2 separate regions of the Rattus norvegicus genome follow, and region 2 is linked to region 1. A link is a contact called in public Hi-C data. All regions are on one chromosome and are shown on one strand. The core of a region is the stretch at or near the end of the contact, and the rest is flanking DNA. Distances in the headings are between cores, read along the strand shown. Region 1 holds the start of Osbpl11 (oxysterol binding protein-like 11). Region 2 has its middle 36 kb from the start of Osbpl11.

Region 1 (7,546 bases), core at 1,902-4,401:
ATATATCACATATGTAATCCTTCTACCTATATATTTTTTTTAAAAATTAATGAAATGTTTTAAATGATATCAATTAACATTTTAAAATGTCAATTTACATCTTCGACCTGGCTATAATCCCAACATTTTGGAGGTAGAAAGATCACGAGTTCAATGTCATCCTCAGCTACATAGCAAACTCAGGTCAAGCCCAGTTACTTGAGAGCCATTCTCAAATATCTGTCTGTCTGTCTGTCTGTCTGTCTGTCTCTCTCTCTCACTCACACACACACACACACACACACACACACACACACACACACACACGTGCGCAATAATGTACATTTTCAGAACTGAGAGAGTATCAGATTATAATGGAGACTAAAGCTGCCGGTGAGACGGTGAGACTCGTAGTGTTCAGGTAAGCAGTTCTATACCTGGCTCTAGCATTCCTGCAAGATTTCCTCCGTCAGATTCCATTAGCTGAGGTCAGAAAGGAGAAAGAGATAAGCCCACAGCACAAGTAAGACCAGCCTTGGAAAGGGGAAAAGCCAACCAAAGCAACTAAAAGAGAAAAGCCAGGCCAACCACCAGCTGAGGCAGGGCAGGGCACTGAGGGGAAACAGACAAAGTACTGTCAGGAAGTCAAGAAAGTGGGGTGCCGGTGCAGCTGGCTAGGGGATAAAAGGGCTGGCTTTCTCAAAGAAGTCAAGAAAGAATTCTAAAAGCATGTGTACTTACAGGGAACTCAGGTGGACGACAGACATAAAAACACTCCTTATTCCTTGGTAGGGACAGTGCAAATGGTCTGAGTTGCCTGAGAAGCAATGAGTGCAAATTGTTTTCCAGAGTAAAGGATTAGATCACTTTTTGTAAATTGTTATTATTTTGTTTTAAGCATCTTTAGACTCTAAACCTGGGGGAGGGGGAAGAAGCTAAGAAGGAGACCACGAGTTTTGAGCACCTAGTATTTGCTCTAATTCTATTTAATTTTTCACTTTAATTCAGAGTGGTTTTCAGAAATTACTACTTTAAGAAGACTGACCTCTGCTTCCTTGAATTTTTCCTTACTTCCTTGAATATCAAAATATCCCCACAAAAAGAATTTTCTTATGGTTCATCTTAAAACATAAGGGGAGAGGGGCTGGAGAGATGGTTCCGTAGTTAAGAACACTGGCTGCTCTTCCAAAGGACCTGGGTTTGGTTCCCAGAGCCCACGTGGCAGCCCACAACTGTCCATGAGTCCAGGTCCAGAGGATCTGATGCCTTCTAGCTTCAGCAGACAATGCACACATGTGCAAACATACAGACATACATGCAGGCAAACATTCATACATATATAAAATAAAATGAAAAAAAATCACAAAGAAGGAGAGATTCACTGACTTCAATCCCCATTTGCCAATTAAAAAGTTACTCACTCTCTCATTTCTGTAGGTTACGCCTGCATATCTCACATACACATATAATTGCATATTAGGTTTTTTTTTTTTGGTGGGGGGGAGTGATACAGGGCTCTCTATGTAGTCCTGACTGTACTGGAACTCACTATGCAGATATGAGGCTGGCCTCAAACTCAGAGATCCTCCTGCCTGCCTCCTGGGTGTCAGGATTAAAAGAGAGTACCACCACACCCAGCCCATATTTGCATATTGTAATACAAACTCCCTTCATATATATGAATAGTATTCATGATAAACATGTATCTTTCACAAAATCTTGGTTCTAACCCCTTCCAAGTTTCACAAGTGCAGTCAAAGAGCTTAAAACAATCCAAAACCAAACCAACCAAACAAAAACCAACTAGAAGTAAACAGGCAGTTACCCAAAATTTCAGTATTCACCAGTGTAGATCCAACATCATAGGATGCCCTAACTCCATCCATTCTTAGAATTATGAGTAGTCATCTCTCCCTACACTTCGCACACATATAATTTAAAAAAAAAACAAAACCAAAATGAAGCTTTTGCTATTTCCCCAAGTCTTCCATTTTGTATTAGTACAAAGTAACGAATATAGAGTTTCTCAAGAGTTATCCAGTTCTACTGTTTGTCTGCCTTTTTACCCTCCCCCCCTTCTCTAAGTCAGAAGCGCCCAAAGGGGTAAGGTCTTCTCTGACTCTTGTTTGTATAATCATTCCTCAAGTGTCGAGTCCAGCATTCGCCTCTGAAAGCGCTGAGTTCCACAGTTTCTGTTCTAACAACCATTCAGGCTTACTTGTAAACAGGCTACAACAGAGGCAAAAAAAAAAAAAAAAACCAGAAGTGAGTGCAGAAATAAATAGTGCAGAGGAAGGATAAACCCTTGGGCAACAGAGAAAATCCTGGGGTACATTTCTGAATTCTTCAGAGGGCCTCAACAAATAAATACCTGTTGAACGAATTTCTGAAGAAAGTGAACCCTGTTCGTGAAATCGGGGTTCTATCTCCAAGTCAGATTATCAGCCGCTTCGGAAGTGGCCTTCCAACTGGGCTATGCAGACCCCAACACTCTCCGAGCCACCTTAGAACATCACTTTGGAGGGTCATACCTGTACTGCCAGCCTTTTGTACTGCCACCGCGGCTGTTGTTGCTGCTGCTACTGCTGATGACACCCCCACAGCTGCTGTTGCCGCTGTTCTTGTTCGGGGTCACTGCTGTGGCCAAGCCCTCTAGCTTCCCTTCACTCTCGGAGACTTTCATCACTGATGTGGGCTCACCTCCCTGCATCTTAACTCCAAAGTTCATCTGCCCTTCTCGGGCGGGAGAGACCAAGTGCAGAGCTATTTTGTAGGTACTTTTTCCCTTTTTCACTCTCAGCGGGATCTCAGACCTCGGCTAGAGTGGAAACCGACAGTGGTCCAGAAAAAGAGGACACGCATTTCCACTTTGGTTAAAAGTTTTAAAGAGCACAGATAGCCTTCAAATAGATGCCTCTATCAAGCAAGAACAAGGAGGACAAATCACCCCGCCAGAGGGCTCGGTGCCACACTCCGAGGAGCAGCCGGGCGGCGCGGGCGAGGTCGCCGATCCTCCGCCTGGGAACGCGGGGCAAGGACGGGGACCACGGCCCGGGAGCCCCGGAGCCCACGGCCTGACCTCAGGACTCGGGGTCGGGCCAGCCGCGGTGCTTCTTCTCCTCAGCGGGGTCCTCGGGAGTAAAGGCCCGTCCAGCCAGCTCGGCGGTTCCCGCCGCAGCCCCGAACTGAGCCGGAGCGGTCGCGCGCAGCCCGTGGAGGGTCGGGCAGACGCCGCCGGGTGGGACGCGGGCTCCGAGGCCGCTTCAGCTTGGGCCGGAGGCGTAAGGTTCACCACGGGCTCCTCCAAGAGCCCTAGCCCTGGACCCCGGCGGAGTTCACCAGAGTCAACTGCTCCCTGGAGCTTTCTTAGCCCTAAACGTAAAAGCCAGGGCCCCGGCTGCCGCCCCACCCACAGCCGGTCACCCACCCGCCTGATAGCTCTCCCCGCCTTCCTTTCCGGTGTCGCGTGAGCTCATTTCCGCTAGAACTGAAGCGACGGTGCCATCTTTGATTGGGGCAGTCGTGCCCGAAAGGAGGCGGTGACAGGAGTCTCAAGGGAGAAAAGGAGCTGGTGGTGGGAAAGGAGGGAAAAACAAAGGGAATGGAATGGCCTTTCTAAACAGGTCCTATACTCTCTTGTAGAGCCCTATTCCTTCCTTGCCTTTACCGGAACCTAAAAAAACAAGAATTTACAGAACAAAGGGGGACAAAAAACAACTGATCAGTCATTTTGGAACAAAAAACCTAGCATGGTATTGGATGAAGGTAAATCAGTCTGAAAGAAAAGGAAATTAGAGCTCTTGGTGATGCAGGAGAACTTGATATATAAAGGAATTACTAATAAACTTACTTAGGAAATATTAAGTTACGCAAAGTAGAGTTTAGCTAAAAGAAGACAAATTCTTCTAATAGGACTAGAAAAAACAGTAGTTTATAGCCAGGCTTGCTACAAATTTAAGAAAGAAAACTTTTACTAGAATGGAAGTTTAGGGTCTCTAAATAAGTTTCTCATATTGTTTATCCCCTGAGCTTGACCTCAAGTTAAGGCTCCACCCCCATAACAAAAGGAGACAATCTTTACCTACAAGGAGCCATTATGCCCATCAAAGAGCATTCCTCTAAGACACAACTCAGGGGCAATGCATCTGCAACAACCATCTGCAAGGCTTGGCCTGCAGTTAAGTCTTAGTCTAGTCCAAGTGGGCAAGATGAACCTGGGTAACAATTATTTGAAAGAACCACACTGGTGTACTTGAGAAATAACCCTTGTCTTAGGGTTCTCTAGAGTCACAGAACATATGGAATGTCTCTCTATATTAAGGGAATATTGTAATGAGTCTGTAGTCTACTAACCCAACAATGCGCAGCTGTGAACGGGAAGTCCAAGAGCCTAGCAGTTGCTCAGTCCCACCAGGCTGGTTTCAGCTGGTCTTCTGTAGAAGTAGGTTCCAATAGATGTGCTAGCAAGTAAGTGCAAGCAGTCAAAGAAGAAGGAATCTTCCTTCTTCCAATGTCCTTATGTAGATCTCCAGCAGAAGGTGTGGCTTAGATTAAAGGTGTGTACTACCACACCTGATCCTAACACTTGCTTTGTCCCAAGCTGACCTTGAACTCAGAGATCTCTACTTAACCCAGTCTCCAGGGATTAAAGGCATATACTATGTTGCCTGGGCCTAAACTTTTCATGGCCACTATGCCTCAAGATCTCCATGTCAAAATCTAGGTCTGAAACTTGTGTCTTTCAGTCTCAAGATCTGGATCACAGGTGTGCCCTCCATTTCCGGATTGTAGTTCATTCCAGATGTAGTCAGGTTGGCAACCAGGACAGCCATGACAACCCTGGGGATAACTTTACTGTGTAACCGTCCCATTTGCCCAGAATTGCAGTCTCCTATTTCCATTTAAGTTGTTCAAGGTGTAACCCAAAAAGAACGTAGGGATGATGGCCTATGTGGAATGCATAGGTATGTATCAGCCAATAGTGCCTTCTATTCAAGACTCTCCTCTTTACAGAAGGCAGAGTTGGATTACTATTAAAGAACATTGTGGGCTGGAGAGATGGCTCAGCGGCTAAGAGCACTGACTGCTCTTCTAGAGGTCCTGAGTTCAAATCCCAGCAACCACATGGTGGCTCACAACCATCTGTAATGGGATCTGATGTCCTCTTCTGGTGTGTCTGAAGACAGCTACAGTGTACTTATATATAATAAATAAATAAATAAATCTAAAGAACATTGTTCTTGGTCTTATATGGCGTCAAGGGAACCAACTGCATGAAGTTCTCTGCCTGCATAGTCCTGGGTCTGATGGTTATCATGAGTGAGTGATGTCACTGGGTTCTGGTTATCAGGTACAGCCTTGGGTGTAGTGGGGGTTCTTGTCTAAAAGGCGTGTTTTACTAAGTTCATCACACTGGACGATATGGAAGTAACCGCCACAAATAAAAATAAAAATAAATAAAAGGACTTTGGTTGGGGAGGAAACCTAATCAGTGAGATGCAATGGAGAACCTGACTTAAAGAAGGAAAACATTTATAAAGGGATGTCTCACAAAATAACATTTGAAATGATGGAAGATGTTAAATCTCAGCCAGTGCCCGGACAGAACACACCCAGACAACATGGTTCCACATGGAGAGGTTTAATGAGAGGAAGAGGAGAGGAGAGAAAGGCCTGCCATGGGCACGTGGGGGTGGGGGGGGGGAAGGGGGCAAGAACAGCAAAGAACAGAGTAAGCGGGGGGGGGGGGGGGGGGGAAGGGGAGCAAGAGAGAGAAGTTGGGGCAAGAAGCCCCTTTTATAGTGTCAGGCACAGCTGGCTGTTGCCAGGCAACTGTGGGGCGGAGCACCTGGCTGTTCCCAGGTAGCTGTGGGGGTGGAGCTTAGACAGAATACCAACAGAAGACAAGGATGTTAAAGGATGAACATCTGTACTTACTCCATGAAGTGGGCACCTGGAAGCCTAGAGCAGGACATGGAAAGTGGTATGGAGTGAGGGTGGAGAAAGGCAGGAAATTTGGATCTTACTGTACATTCAATGCTGTTAGAAACAAAGAGAAAGGGCAAGCAAGCTGGGGAGAGGAGGGAACACAACATCACCATTCTGAGGGAGAGACAGCCCCACAGCTGGAGAGAGGTGAGAGCCCCACAGCTGGAGAGAGGTGAGTGGCAGCCTCATAGCCAGGGTGTGTGTGTGTGCCTCAGTAGTGTGAGCCTCAATAGTTGGGACAAGGTTTGACTGGGCCCAAAAGAGACGAGCAGTAGTGGAGAGAGATAGATGATCTTGCCACAGACTTCATGGTAGAACCCTGTAGGGGGAAAGAAAGCCTTCAGAGGTCCGGGGAGGAGCTGTGTTAGGAGAGGAGAGAGCTCCCACATCATGGGGTCCTGAAGGGAAACCTTCAAACTCCAGAACAAAGGAGGTTTCCGGACTTTTCTATGGGTGGCAGGAAAAAAAGAAAAGGAAAAAAAATAAAAAATAAAAATAAAGGGATGAGTTGACAGTAGATGAAGGACGCTCAGTAAGTCTGCTGTTTAAATTGTTCACTCTGGTGATGGAGTTCTGTCGGCGCTTGCCTAACAAGCCCTGGGTTGTACCCTCAGCACCACACAAGCCAGGTATGGTGGCAACCCCTGTAAACCCAGAACTTGGGAGGCGGAGACAAGAGAACCGGTTATCCTTAGCCACATAGTGAGTCTGAGGCTAGACCGGGATACATGAGACCTTGGTTGTTAGAAAAGTAAACTCTAAGTGTAGAGAGAGTTGGTTTTAATGAATGAGAAAGGCAGACTGGTTATTAATAGCAGGCAATTACACAGAAGTGGGTCATAAATGATGGTGGAGTCACAGCGGGTGTGATGAAGCACATGTCAACCCAGGATTGAGGGATAACATGGGTTGTACTGTGGCAAGAGTCAGGGACTGGCTCCAGGTAGCCAAACCCACCATGGAGTTCAGTTACTAAGAAAACCGGTACAGGCTCGGAGAGGGCAATTCAAAGGTCGCTACATTGTTTTGTGTAAGAAACTCACCAGGGTAAGTTATGATGAGACCCTTACAGAATCAGAACCAGGGAAACCGTTGGCATGGATTTGTTCTGCTGTGATACTAGGGATGGGACCCAGGACCTCAGACATGCTAAGCAAGTGCTTTACAATCCAGCTATTTCCTCAGCCCTGTTTTTCTTTTCTTTTTTTTTCCAGAGCTGAGGACCGAACCCAGGAACCCAGGAACTTGAGCTTCCTAGGCAAGGGCTCTACCACTGAGTTAAATCCCCAACCCCCTGTTGTTCTTTTTATTTTACGACGGGGGTCTTAAGTTGCCAAGGCTAACCTTGAACTTGTGATTTCTGGCCTCGGCATCCCCCCATAGCTGGGATTACAAGCCTCCAACCACCAGGCCCAGCTAGATATTTGTCTTATTTGTTGTTGAATATTAGGGTCTAAATCCGACCTTCGCTCAGTGTCCACAGAGAGGGGAAACTATGATTTGAAACCTTCAGAGGGATGCCTGATCCAGGGAGGTTGGGGTAAGTCCATAGCAATTCCGCTGGCCAGTAGATATGAGT
Region 2 (7,546 bases), core at 3,735-6,234, 38 kb after region 1:
CTGGATTCAGTTCTCAGCACCTATATGGTGGCTCAGAACCATCTGTAACTCTAGTTCCTGGAGAGCTGAGGCCATTTCTGGCAACAGGCACTCATGTGGTGCATAGATATTTATGCAAGCAAGCATTCATATGCATAAAATAAAAATAAATACAACTCTTTTCTTTTTAAGTATTGTCTTAGGGTTTTACTGCTGTGAACAGACACCATGACCAAGGCAACTCAAGGACAACATTTAACTGGGGCTGCTTACAGGTTCAGAGGTTCAGTCCATTATCATCAAGGCAGGAACATGGCAGCATCCAGGCAGGAATGGTGCAGGCAGAGTTGAGAGTTCTACATCTTCATCTGAAGGCTGCTAGCAGACTTCCAGGCAACTAGGATGAAGGTCTTAAAGTCCACACCCACAGTGACACACCCACTTCAACAAGGCCACACCTCTAACCGTGCCACTTCCTGGGCCGAGCATATACAAACCATAAGTATCATATCCCAAATGTTTCATTGTCCAAAGAAACATTGGGTTGAAAAGTAAAATTCTGGGTAAAGGAAGCTGGTATGGAGTGAGGATTGATATCAGCCAGGACCATGAAAGCTACAGACACAGAGAAAAGGGAAGCCAGAAGATTCAGTGCTCATGGGAGAAGATGCTCCAAGCTCCATTCCCTTAAAGTGTGCCTAATGAGCCGGATTCAACCCTGGGACCCACGTGGTAGATGGAGAGAGCCATCTCCAGAGAGTTGACCTCTGACCTCTACACACACGCTATTGTACGTGTTCACACATGTGGGCGCGCGTGCGCACACACCACACACACACACACACACATGATAAATTAACGCAATATAAAAAGAAAGTACATCTGGTTCAAGTCAGATTTTTGGATCTGGAGTTTACATGGTGGGTTGGCTGAGTGGCATTTCCCACTGATGGGGCTCGGAAGGAGACCTCTTGGCTCCAAAGGGCAGCTCCAAGATGGCCGCTGCTGAAGACCCACATGACAAGCAGGAGCTTCGTGTTCTCGTCTCTGCTTTCCTGCCCTGAAACATTACGAGAAGCCTTGTGCTCCGCATCTTGTCCCGGCTTCATGGTACTGACAGACTGCATGTAGGTCGAGTGAAATGAGGACATGACGGGACCAAGGAGGAGTTTTGTATTGTAGATGGAAGAGAGAGGACAGCCAGAGGCATCTGAGTCCAGAACAGAGAGAGAGAAACTAGTAGACTACACACAGCCAGTCGATTGAACAGGGTCACGAGAAAAGGGGTTTGGGAGGAAGAAAAAGAAGAGAGAGGCAAGAGAGACCAAGAGAACTGAGAGAGCAAAAAGGGTTTATGGCAGAAAAGGCAGGGTTATGTGGGGATGAAGAGCGGGGGAAGGGAAACCCAAGAGCTAGAGAAGTTTAGGGGCAGGGGCGGGGCAAGAAGAGCTGGGAGGAGCCAGGACGCCAGCATGGGCTCTGAAACAGGCTCTCGAGACTCTGTGAGAGCCTGGAAGTCAGCATGCTCCTCGGTGCCAATACACACCACAGTTAGCCGTTTGTCCCGGGCTTGGTTCAGACCTAACATAGATGTGTACAGAGCAGTTGGTATAGGTGCTTTGTCGAAAGTGGCATTTTTCTTTATGTTTTTACTTTGAGACAGGGTTTCTCTGTGTAGCTCTGGCTGTCCTGGAACTCACTCTGTAGACCAGGCTGGCCTTGGACTCAGAGATCCTCTGCCTCCCGAGTGCTGGGATTAAAAGTGTGTGCTACTATGTCCTGCTTAGGCAGTGTTTTAAACCAACCATAAGGGTGATAAAAATGATAGCCCAAAGGAGAGCTAGGAGAGTTCAGAGGCTTTGTCCTTTTGTCTTGTGGGGTTTTTCTTTTTCTTTTTTTTTTTTTCTTCTTCTTTTTTTTTTTTTTTTTGGAGTCAAGGTTTCCTGTAACCTTTGCTGGCCTTGCAGAGACATTTGTTACATTCCTCCGAGCTCCACCTCCCAAGTGCTGGGATTATAGCTGTGGGTCACCACAGCCAGCTAGGACTTAACTGTGACAGCCACTCACCCTAAGGACACTAAGTGGTTCTATTTCTGTTAACTTTCTCTATTGGAGGCCGTTTTCCTGTTTCGCTTTCATGTGATTAAATTCATCTAAGACAAATATACCCTCGAAGTCCATTCAGAAAAACATTTAGACTTACCCTGTAGCACAGGTTACCTCCAGAGGACAGACTGAAGTTGGGAGAGCAGGAGCAAGGAAGGTGATTAGAGGGAGGTTGTTTGTCCAAGGTCATCTTCAGGTGTGGAGTTCCAGGTTAATCCTCACTGCACGAGACTCAGCTTCAAAGCTGAGCTACAGGAAAGATCAAAATCCAAACCAACCAAAACCCTAGAGCAATCAACACGGCAAGAACGCTTTCTGGCCCCTGTCCTGTGAAAGGGCAGAGGGAACCCAGCAGCACCCTCCGAAACGGGAACGGCTTGTCTCCAGAGACAATTCCCCACAGAGCTTTATTTTCTAAATTGGCTGACATTGTCCAGCTCTCATGACAAAATTCAGCTAAACTTGGCTGAAGGGAAAGGGGAGAATCTTTGCAAGTCTCTGTATGGTGTTATCTCATGGAACCCAGAGGCAGGCGCGTGACGCAGCCATTGAAAGCACCTAGAACAGAACCATGAAGCCACTAGGTTGTTCCCCTGCTTGCCCGAGGGATCTACCCCGCCCCCCCCCCCCCCCCCCCCACTGCTGATGAATTTTCCTGAGAGCCACAGCTACGTTTTCTAGTACTTCAAAGTTATGGCTGTCTCGCCTACAAACCCCAGCTCCCAGCTTTCCATCCGGTGCCAGTGAGCTCCTGTGGGCAGGAGACCTGGGACCGTTGTGCTGTGGCCACTAGAGGTCGTGCAAGCCAAGCATACTTGATAAGATGGATCTACACAGGTTATCTGTGCTGCGCAAGGAAGCAGAAGAAGATGACCAAGCGTGATCTACCCAAGAGAGCTGGATTGTGACTGAGCAGGAACAAAACGAAACATCCTTGCTTCTCTGGCTGATACACACTGGTGCAACACAGGGCACGAGGGGAGGGGTGGGGTGGGAAAAGAGTACCCTGCAGTTGGGGACCTGGGGAAGGAAGAACAGGACAGTGCCATATAAGATAGCAAGAGAGGGAAGGGTAGCCCGTTCTACCTTCTCGAAGACAGAGCCTCTAATCCTTCCCTCCTCTTCCTCATTCCAAAGTCCTGCCTCTCCCACCGGCATGCCTAACTAAACAGAAGTGGGTTTTGGTTTTGTTGTTTGTTTATTTAGTGTGTGTGTGTGTGTGTGTGTGTGTGTGTGTGTGTGTGTGTGTGTGTGTGTGTGTAGACCGAACAGGTGAATTCATGACCTGATCCTCAGGACATCAGGACTACATAGCGAGTACTTTTACCTGTGGAGCCATCTTGGCTGGCCATAGGATGTGTTTTTAAGTGGCTCTTCCCTCATGGCAAGGACAACAGGGTAACCCTGAAACTCCATGTCCCTGTTTAAAAACCTCTGCCCCGGGCTGGAGAGGTGGCTCAGTGGTTAAGAGCACCCGACTGCTCTTCCAGAGGTCATGAGTTCAATTCCCAGCAACCACATGGTGGCTCACAACCATCTGTAAGGAGATCTGATGCCCTCTTCTGGTGCATCTGAAGACAGCTACAGTGTACTTATATATAATAAATGAATAAATCTAAACAAAACAAAACAAAACCTCTGCCCCAAAGCTATTGTCTAACCTGCCTCTGACCCTAATTCGGCTCTGTTTGGGTAGCTCGTTTTCAATGTTGTATTTTTATTAAGGTGTTTATGTTTATTTATTTACTTATTTACCATGTATGTAAGTATAAGTGTGGGTGCTCCATGGTGCTTGTGCTGGGGCCAGAGAACACTCGCAAGAGTCCGTTCTTGATGTCCGCCCTGTGTGTGAGCTCAGGGCACCAGGCTTGACTGTGTTGCATCGTTACCCCCAAGCTACCTCAACACCATGATTGACATGCTGAGCCTCCTGTGGGAGGGGCGCACATGTGTTCATGTGTGTACAGGGACCCATAATGTTTATCTACTGAGCCTTAGCCCCAACCCTTTGGGCTCCTTCTTTTTTTTTTTTTTTTTTTTTTTTTTTTTTTTTTTTCCGGAGCTGGGGACCAAACCCAGGGCCTTGCGCTTGCTAGGCAAGCGCTCTACCACTGAGCTAAATCCCCAACCCCTCTTTTTTTAAAAAAAAAAAAAAAGATTTATTTATTTATCATATACAAGTACACTGTAGCTGTCTTCAGACACACCAGAAGAGGGCATCGGATCTAACTACAGATGGTTGTGAGCCACCATGTGGTTGCTGGGAATTGAACTCAGGACGTCTGGAAGAGCAGTCTGTGCTCTTAACCTCTGAGCCATCTCTCCAGCCCCTGGGCTCCTTCTTATAAAACAAAAACAAAAACAAAACAAAACAAACAAACAAACAAACAAAAAAACCCCCGTCATTACATTAGACTCACTCAGCTGATGGAGAGAAATATCCCATCTGAAAATTCTTCATCTGAGTCGGGGATACGGCTCAATGGGGCATCAAATGCCTAACCTGTATGAGCCTTTGGGTGCCAGGCACTGAACGGGTTCCCGGGTCCCAGGATTAGGGCATGGATGTCTTTTGGGATCCTTGTGCATCCGGTCTCAGAAGCTGTGTCTTGCCTGCTTGGAGACCTCCTTGCCTGCCGCACACCCAGCTCCACCATAATGCGCGCCCCACACAAAGCCCAAGGAACATCTGTTGGGTTGGCGAGGGAGGAACAGTAAAACAGATCACTGAAAGGCTTCTCTTCCCAGCTTTCACTTCTTGTTTTCACTCTGGGGTTGGTTTTTTGGGTTTTTTTTGTTTTTTTTTTTTTCCGGTTGCTCTATCTTAAGATCTGCAAGGACCAGAAGGACCTCCGCTCTGGTTGAGCAATCTGTTTTCCCATCTGGCCTGGAATTTAGAAAGGAACACAGCCTATCGTCTGAGGCTGGGTGGAACTCGAGGCTGCGAGTAAAACTGAATGCACGGTCTGTCTGTAACCTAGAGTAGCAGCTTTCATAGTTGCTTAAAACAAAACAAAGAACCCTGCACTCTGTGGAGCTGTAGCACTGGCCATGAGCCTACAGGACCAAGAGCCCAGTGAGGTGTCTGCAGATTCCTCCACGGCTGCCAGGAGTGGTGTCCTGATAGATGACAAGCTGATGGTCACTATGGCTGCACAGGAACACCCTGTGTCATAAGGATTTTGGCTTCTTTAAAATCACAGAAATGTTATAGGGCTATGTTTTTGTTCTAAGTCCGGGTATCAGATGTGGGGCTGTTTTAGATCGTCCACAGCAGCTACGATGATTTGCCTCCTGCTCTGGCAGAGGCATGCTTTTGCCAGCTGCAAACGGTTTCTGCAAGTGTCTGACAGGACATTTGGAATTCTGGGAACTCTTGAGAAAGTATAAACATGCTACAGCCCCAAGGGGGGCTGTTCCTCCTGCTGCTCCTCCTGCTCCTGGTTGCTGGTATCCTGATTACAAAGATCAAACTTGCCCCAAGGAATTCAATGCCCATAGTTAATTGAAGTAGTTGAATGATATTGATGCCCCCTTTCCCCTCTAACCTTCTCTCCTACCTAGTGTTGGGAGGTGTGGCTTTCAAGGGAAAAGGGCGGAGTAGGGAGGTAGAAAAGGGAACCCATGAAGTAGCCAAGCATCCGGCTACACCCTGACTTAATCCCAACCATTAGCAGCCAGTGGGAAGTGGCAATGTCACCACCAAGTGACACCAGCTCTGTCACCAAGATCTGCCTGCACAAAGTCCAACCCAGCATGGCCCAAACTGTGGACTCTCTGGTGTCTACTTCTGCCCACTGGACCCCAGCACTGAGAATGACATAAAGTTTCTCCCTAGTGAGTACTGGCCAGTGTATCTGTCTGCTGCTCCCATCACACAAGCATCTAATCCAGGGACTGTTGGACAAGTGACTTCTACCCAGGACTCTCCAGCGTGGTGAACAGCAAAACTTACAGGGATGACTCTGTCCCAGCATGTCCCTGAACCCTGGGGTGCAGAGGCCTTTGATATAATGGAAAGAAGCCATGGAGTCCAAAGTTCCTATCCATTTTGTCTGTCTTCATGGTATGAGAAATCTCTCTATGCTGTACTCCCTTCTCTATCTGTAATATTTAACTAAAATCAAATTATTAAAATGCAGTTGGGGAACATATTACTTCATATTAAGAAAAAATAAATCAACAAGTCACAAACAACCCTAACACAGATGGTGAGGACTGAAATACACATGTCTCCAAAGAAGACATAGAAACTGTCAAAAAGCACAGGGAAGGGGTTGGGGATTTAGCTCAGTGGTAGAGCGCTTGCCTAGCAAGTGTGAGGCCCTGGGTTCGGTCCTCAGCTCCAAAAAAAAAAAAAAAAAAAAAGAGCACAGGGAAAAATGCTAAACTTCACTAGAGAGATGCAATTCAAAATCTCTTCATATCTGATAGGATAGACTTATACATGTTTCCTTTTAGATGAAATCTCACTATGGAGCCCAGGCTAGCCTTGAAATTGAGATCTGTAGAGGGCCACTATAACATTCGCCACCACAAGATGGCGCTGGCTTCCATTGTGCCCCATGTGGAAGGCCAGGATAGCTTTCGCCATTACAAGATGGCGCTGGCCTCCGCCGCGCCAGCCAACTTCCTTTCAGGAAGTTAACTGTGTGCGCATGTGCAAGAGTGCCTTCGTGCCAGGTCTTTGCCCACTCCGGGGCGTGCCTAATGAGATCATGGGTAAGCAACCAATCAGGTGTGGATGCGCTGCGCTAGGGTGTATATAAGCCGCGCCATGCCGGCACGCGGGGCTCTCCTTAAGATTCAATAAACGTTTTAGCTGAAGCAAGGATTCGTATGTCCCCACGTATTTTCTTACTGACGAGGTCGCGAGGGACAGAGATCTATCTGCCTCAGTCTCCAGAGTGCCGGAGTTACAAGCATGAACCCCAGACCCAGCTCCTTTTAAGTGAATAACAAGCATTAGTAAGGACATGGCTTGGGAATGGGGAATGCTGGGGTGACTGCAGGCCAGTCTGGTAATTCCTCAGCAAGTTAACCTTAGAAGAAGACGTAGGAATTCCAGTCCTCATACAGACAGTGTCTAGTACCATTTAAAACAGATCGAAGGGGGTTGGGGATTTAGCTCAGTGGTAGAGCGCTTGCCTAGCAAGCACAAGGCCCTGGGTTCGGTCCCCAGCTCCGGAAAAAAGAAAAAAAAAAAAAAACAGATCGAAGGACATTTGGATTGTTCACAATAACCAGAAAGCAGAAAGAACTCACATGTTCACCAGTGGAACTGGCACATGGAGGGATAAAGTAGCATGTAGAACAGGATATTATGCAGTTGAGGCAGGAGAATTGCTACAAGTACAAAGCCAGCCTAAATTATGTAATGAGGCTTTGCCTCAAAAATTGAAAAACTAGGGGCTGGGAAGGGCTCAGTGGGCGAGGTGTTTGTTGCTGTACAAGCCTGAGG

The links. Hi-C and Micro-C count contacts between places; a contact is called where the count stands out from the background.
Region 2: a contact with region 1 is called in a Hi-C map of liver, with 3 times the contacts expected there. The contact joins the enhancer-like site here to the promoter of Osbpl11 in region 1. A contact is called at or near these places in 5 of 12 Hi-C or Micro-C datasets (Schwann cells, kidney, liver and 1 more).

Annotation. Positions count from the first base shown.
Region 1 is chr11:81,098,148-81,105,693 of GRCr8, forward strand. It overlaps Osbpl11 (oxysterol binding protein-like 11), which reads right to left and starts at 3,152. Exons shown (of 13, transcript NM_001107090.2): 1 at 2,511-3,152. The coding sequence starts at 2,707.
Region 2 is chr11:81,133,972-81,141,517 of GRCr8, forward strand. No RefSeq gene overlaps it. Among named protein-coding and RNA genes, the nearest start is that of Osbpl11, 36 kb to the left of the region's middle. Within about 2 kb of position 4,985, at least 20 of the 93 cell types and tissues checked have an H3K27ac peak or open chromatin away from gene starts, as enhancers often do. A contact at or near this core is called in liver, where this site is marked.